2 separate regions of the Mus musculus genome follow, and region 1 is linked to region 2. Evidence: chromatin contacts called from public HiChIP or PLAC-seq data. All regions are on one chromosome and are shown on one strand. The core of a region is the stretch at or near the end of the contact, and the rest is flanking DNA. Distances in the headings are between cores, read along the strand shown.

Region 1 (3,340 bases), core at 616-3,115, 39 kb after region 2:
CCACATACACATAATCAAAATAAAATAGATCTTTGTAAAGCTTTGGTACAAACCTAGCCTGATGGCGCACACCCTTATTTCCCAGCACGGAGGAGCCAGAGGCAGGAGGATCCCTGTGAGTTCAAGGTCATTCTGGTAGACATAGAGGTCAAGACCAGAGCTACAGAGACTCTGTCTAAAGCAAAGCAAAACAAAAAGCTACCCAAATAAATACATCAATAAAAGTTAACATCCCAGTGTATCTCTCTCTTCCCTGCTCTCTCTGCATTGTATATATCTGTAGAAAGAGAGAATTCACAATCTATAAGTTCATCCTTTTAAGGTACAATGTAATATATTCAGAAGGTTATATATTCAAAAGGTTGTATACTCACCACTATTCAATTCCAGAACGCTCCCCCAGCTTTAAAACTCCATATAGTTGTTCGTCGTTGCCCTTTGTTAAACACCCTCACCTCTTCCTCTCTCTGATACGCCCCCACCACTACTAAGTCCCTTCTCTCTATGTGTGCCTGTTCTGGACATTTCACATAAATGGAGTCTGACAATATGTGGCTTTGGGGGTCTGGCTTCACATAGCATGCTGTTTTCAAGCTGTCCTCTCTGTAGCATATATACAGGCAATATTCTTTTTATGACTAATCACAGTTCACTCATGAGCATCAGTTAAGGATGGATTGCTATGAACGTTCACGAGCAACTTTGGGCACTAATAAAAATTTGTATCAATGAATAAACCAATGTATGATAACCCATATGTCATTATATACTCTTTAGTTAAAATATGAATTATAATTTATTTATTTATTTATTTATTTATTTATTTATTTATGGGTTTTTGAGATAGGGTATCTCTACAGAGCCTGAGCTGTACTGGAACTCCAGGAAATCCTCCTGCCTCTGCTTCCCGAGTGCTGGAATTAAAGGCGTGCACCACCATACCTGGCTTATACCTCTTTTACAACTGACTTTTGGCAGGTCTGGGCCGGATAGTGCAGGCTGAAGAATATCTATCCCAAGCCCAATGGACAGTCCTCAAGTCAACTGACTGTAGTAACGCCACCCACTCTTTACTGCATCGGAACCTGGGCCTTCTCTACATAGCCAAGAAAAACCTCGATGAAGCCCGGTACCATCTGGCTAATGATGTGAGCAAGCTCACTTAAAATACCTGGGTATTTCCAAGAACGGCTCTGCTTAGTGTTTCTCTTGGCTGAGTGTTTCTCTAACACTGCTTATGCTGGCCATTTTGGGAGCAGCAGCAAGAACTCAGCCTTTCTACTTCCTAGCTATGCAAATGTGGCCAGGCCCCACCCCACCTTCCCCACCCAGATGTCTGAGGCTAATCTGGAGAGACAGAACTGCACAGTGCTAAGGGAAGAAGGGTTGTGCTTCTGCTTCCAGCAATGCTAGTTCTGTGACAAATTATTTAACCTTTCTCATCACATGTTAAGACACAAATCATAAACCGGTCCCAACCACATCAGCACATTGCAGAGATTAATAATAGATGTTTGTACACACTGGACTTTGTGGCTATTTGTTAAAATAATATTAACGTTTCTTCTTCAGAGTGTAGTTATTAAATTTAAATGAGCCAGATCTATAGGAAAGCACTTACAATCTATAAACCCGTACAAATGTGAGATACGGGAGTCAGATGAGCTGTTTTTCTCCAGTTCAGGAGTTCCTAGTCAAATTTTGGGGCTGGAAAATAGTACCAGATAGAGTTCCTGTCCCTGACCCGGATTAGGCTGGGTCATATTGCACTCCCATGGGCCCTTTCTACGCTCTACGCTCACCTTTCCTCCAGGCAGCCTTCCCTCCCTCTGGCTGCCTGCCTCTGTGCTCGCCTTAGACTCTTCCCCGTTCCTCAAGGCCATCTTGTGTGCAGCTCTCTGCCCTGGAAGGCTGCCCTCTGTGGCTGTCCTGGACGCCATCGCACCATCACTGTCTGGCTTTGCTAGGGACTGAAGAGTGTTGCTAGGGACTGAAGAGTGGGAGGCACAGCAGGAGGGTGGAGTTACAGTGGGGGAGGGGGTGGGTCTGGTGGAGCAGTCAGCTTTCCTTTCTGGATACAGCTCCTGTCTAGTGGCCCTAGCTCCAGCTCTGGCTGGTCTCCATTACCCATGCCATCTCCTCTGGTTTTCTGAGGTACAGGGGTGCCATTGCTGTTCTTGGTGCTCTGTTGGCCCTCTTGCTTTTGTGACTTCCATATCTCCAGTTACTCTTCCATTAAGTGACTTCAGGCAGCCCTATGTCATCTGTTTTTGTCCAAGCCCTTAACCAAGACTTTTTTTTTTTTTTTTTTAAAGAGAGAGGGTCTTATTATATAGTTAAGGCTGTCCTGGAATTTGATACGTTGACCAGGTTGGCCTTGAACTCAGAGATCTGCCTGCCTCTGCCTCCTGGATGCTAGGCTTAAAGGTGTGTGCCACCATGCCTGGCAAGTTTTCTTCATTTATGTTTGCCTCTACCCCCCACATCCTTCAGTTAATTAAGTAGAGGCAGGCATATTCTGTCTTGTGCTGATCACACAATTAGGAATTAGATCAAAACCTCAAAACCATGTTTCCTGAGTGTACACACACACACACACACACACACACACACTTGTTGTTTGCTTTCTTTTTGAACAGGGTCTCACTATGTATCCTAGCTGACCTCAAACTCATGGAAATCCGCCTGCTTCTGCCTTCCACGTGCTGAGATTAAAGGTGCATGCCACACTGTCTCGAGATACCCTTTTTGAGACAAGGTCTTATTATATTCCAGGTTGATCTTGAACTCAGCATCATCCTGCTTCAGCTCCTGAGTGCTGGAATTACAGATATTCCCTATCACACCTACATGTCTTCCCCCTTCTTTAACACACACTTCACTGATACAAATTACAAAATCACTCATTTTCATGTAAGTTTTAGTACAGAGCTACACAACCAGGAGCACATTTCCATCACTCAGAGAAGCCCCTCATTTCCATTTGCAGTCATTTCCACTCAAATCCCAACCCCAGGCAGCTGGTCTCTGTCTACATAGATCGATCTCCCTCCCTCCCTCCCTCCCTCCCTCCCTCCCTCCCTCCCTCCCTCCCTCCCTCCCTCCTTCCTTCTCTTTCTTTCCTTTCTTCCTCCTCCTCCTCCTTCTTTTGAGATAGAATTTTTGGTGTAACCCTGGCTGTCCTGAAACTCACTCTGTAGACCAGACTGGCCTTGAACTCCCACAGCTCTGCCTGCCTCTGCTTCCTGAGGGCTGGGATTAAAGTTGTGTGCCACCAGCACAGGCATGCTCTCTTCACAGAGGGAGAATTGCAGGCAGAGTCTAGAGTCTGTCTGACTGT
Region 2 (3,179 bases), core at 198-2,697:
GATAAAGACTACCTTTATGTGACCTTTTCTCTTTCCCAACTTATTATAATGTTTGTAATATTTTAATGTATAATTTGATCCATCTTATATTATGAATCTATATATATATATATATATATTTAGTTTTATTTTATGTGTATAGGTGTTTTGCCTGCATATATGTATGGTCATCACATGCATGCAGCGCCCCCAGAGGCCAGAAGAGGGGAGTGAAACTCCTGGAACTGGAGTTACAGGTGGTTGTGAGCCACCATGGGGGTGCTGGGAACTGAACACAGGTCCTTTGGAAGAACAGCCAGTACTCTTAACTACTGAGCCATCTCTCCAGCCCTGGAACAAAGATATCTGAATATATTCAGACAGAAACTGAATAAAAGCTGACTTATAGTTAGCTACAATAATTAGGTAAAGGGATCTAATTTTTACTTGACTAAGGTATTTATTTATTTATTTTTTTAGGCTGCTGCCCAGGCTCCTGGTAATTCTGATGTTCTCTTTGCAAAGGCTGCCAGATTTTCTCATATTTCACCTTAACAAAATCAAGAAACAGAAGCAGGATCCTGCCTTCTGTGCAAGCATAATCAGATCCTCAGCACCTACATTAAAACCAGGCCTGGCAGTGGGCACAGGCCACCCCTGCAGCACACTGACCAGTTGCCTAACCAAGTCAATGAGCTCCAGGTTCAGTGAGAGACCCTGCCTCAAAAGGTGGAGAGGAAGGAAGACACCAACACTGATCTCTGGCCTCTACACGCACACAAACCTGTCCATATGTGTGCAACACACACACACACACATGTTGCCTGATTTTAAAAATAATTATGCAATAGAGGGATACAATAATTTCAGCTTATTCTACTTCTCACCAACACACACTTGCACACCATATGGTTTAATTGTAAAATGCTCCCCTATCCACCCCAACCCCCCATGCTCAGGTATCTGAAAACCTGCTCCCCAGCTTAGGTGCTGTCATGAGAGGCTTTAGAACCTTTGGGGCATGGCCAATAGTAAACAGACTGAGAAGACATAGCTGCTCATATCTAGTTCTTTGCTTCCTGGTCCACCAAGATGTGCTGCCCCACCCCCACCCCTGCTCCTCTGCTGCAGATGGTACTTCTCTGAGCCTTCCTTCTGGGATGGATAATACCCACTGAAGTCAGGAGCATGAGTCCCGGAATCAAGGGCGTGTCTATGTCTCAGTAAATCAATTATAGAATGCTGAGACCTTCAGGACAGCCCTTAAGGCTGTGGGAATGAACCCTGAAAACATGAGTTCAAAAATATATAATTTCTCAACTGTGCAAAATATAAGGATGTAATATGAATTGTATGTGGAGCTTCACAAATTTTAAGGAACAGAGGCAGCTGTACTTTGAGCCAGCTTGTCAGAAGGATTTAGGTCCGGGTATGGTCAGAATGGTAATTTCAGAGTGAATGGGGTCCCATTCAGCTATCTTATTGTCTCTGCTGTGCTTGCAGTCTTTTTCTAAGAATCAAGGGGCTGGGGTCAAGGGATGCTGATTCATGGGATAATTAAAAGGGAACTGGGGGTAATGACTGAATTGATATGTAAAATAAAAGACTGGGCTTTTTTGGTTTGCAAGCTATCTGGAGAATTTTTAGAATAGCAGGAGAAAGTAGTCTTGAGCTCAATGGAACATACAGAAAGCAGTCTGGAAAGCTCTCTGGAGCAGAACATAGGACACCGGCTTGTAACCCACAATTTGACTTCCAGTCTTTTGTTTCACCACTCTCAAATAGCCCTTCTCTCAAAAGCCCTCTCCTATCCAAGGCTGGTCACTGGCATGTTCAAATGCTTACAGCTGGCAGAGGAAGGCCATCCAAATACAAAGCCTTATTCTGAAGCATGTAAATGCGCTTCCTGATACTTATGTGAATGGCTGACTAGATGAATGATGAGGTCTCAGGAGGCCTGCTTTTTCACTAAGTCATCTAGTTAATTCTAGAATACCTGGGGAAATTCTTTTTGTAGGCTGCTGTTTGGATCTCTTCGAGACTCCAGCGTAGAGTCCACAAGTCCCAGGGCCTCTGCCAGCGTCCTCCTCTCTCCCAGTGAGCATGCAGTCTGTTTCCTGGGGCTGCTCAGAGCTAGTCTGAACAAGCCTTCTTGACACATTTGGTTGGCTTCCCTTGTTTGGGCTTCTGTTGGGAAGAAATAACAGAAAAGTATAAAAATAATTGTAGGCAAATAACTATTGTTGTATAAAACACCAAGAAAATTTCTACTTGGAGCTTAATAATTAATAAAAAATAACGTTGACATTCTCCTCCTCTCCCCATCCCTTCAGGGTGTTTGGAAACTTTCAGGAACAATAACATAAGAGTGGTGGACATGGTAGCACATGCCAACCCCAGCATTTGAGGAGTAGAGGCAGCAGAATCATGAGTTTGAGACTAGGCAGGGTTACATAGTGAGAACATGTTTTAAAAGAGGAGGAGGGCTGGAGAGATGGCTCAGTGGTTAAGAGCACTGACTGCTCTTCCAGAGGTCCTGAGTTCAATTCCCAGCACCCACATAGTGGCTCACAGCCATCTGTAATGGGGATCTGATGCCCCCTTCTCGTGTGTCTGAAGATAGCAACAGTGTATTCAAACAAACAAACAAAAAAACAAAACAAAACAAAAAAAACAACCCAGAAGGAAACTGGGCTGGTGAGATAGCTCAATGCTGCTCATCCAGAGGCCCCGAGTTCTGTTTTCCAGCAATGATGGTGATGTCACTCCTAAGCAACCAGAAAGAACCATTGTGTCTGTTGCCATGGCAACCGCCATACATTCACCTGCCCACCCTCACCTATGCTGGTTTCTGTTAAACACTATGTCACAACTCTGTCAGACTTAGTATCTAGGATACCACCATGTTATCACCCAATAATGCCTTTAATGGGCTACACCTTACCTATCAGACTAGGAATAACTGGGCATAGTGGCATACCTGTGTAGTGCTAGCATGTCAGAGAGTGAGAGAGAATAGGAGTTCAAGGTCCACTTCAGCTACAAAATAAGCTTGAGGCCATCTACGGCTACATAAAACTCTTCCTTAAGAAACAAAAACAAGCGCAGGCAGTGCACAGCAGTATGTGCAGTTACATTACAGCCCAAATAAAAAGCAGAGCCCCCTGACCTTCTCTCGCTCATTCTTCATTGCCCCTTTT

What was found. HiChIP or PLAC-seq counts read pairs in DNA pulled down with a chosen protein or histone mark.
Region 1: an H3K27ac HiChIP or PLAC-seq map of embryonic stem cells shows a contact between it and region 2, with 7 read pairs. The contact joins two enhancer-like sites. A contact is called at or near these places in 36 of 484 Hi-C or Micro-C datasets (the AML12 cell line, ECoMG myeloid progenitors, the G1E-ER4 cell line and 12 more), 1 of 115 datasets of contacts at active chromatin or transcription factors (embryonic stem cells) and 2 of 9 other capture datasets (adipose tissue and pancreatic islet).

Annotation. Positions count from the first base shown.
Region 1 is chr4:119,440,771-119,444,110 of GRCm38.p6, forward strand. It overlaps Zmynd12 (zinc finger, MYND domain containing 12), which reads left to right. Exons shown (of 8, transcript NM_001014900.2): 4 at 979-1,148. Among named protein-coding and RNA genes, the nearest start is that of Zmynd12, 20 kb to the left of the region's middle. Within about 2 kb of position 1,866, at least 30 of the 459 cell types and tissues checked have an H3K27ac peak or open chromatin away from gene starts, as enhancers often do. A contact at or near this core is called in embryonic stem cells, where this site is marked.
Region 2 is chr4:119,402,099-119,405,277 of GRCm38.p6, forward strand. It overlaps Ccdc30 (coiled-coil domain containing 30), which reads right to left. Exons shown (of 15, transcript NM_029286.2): 2 at 1,976-2,166. The coding sequence starts at 2,140. Among named protein-coding and RNA genes, the nearest start is that of Ccdc30, 12 kb to the right of the region's middle. Within about 2 kb of position 1,448, at least 3 of the 459 cell types and tissues checked have an H3K27ac peak or open chromatin away from gene starts, as enhancers often do. A contact at or near this core is called in embryonic stem cells, where this site is marked.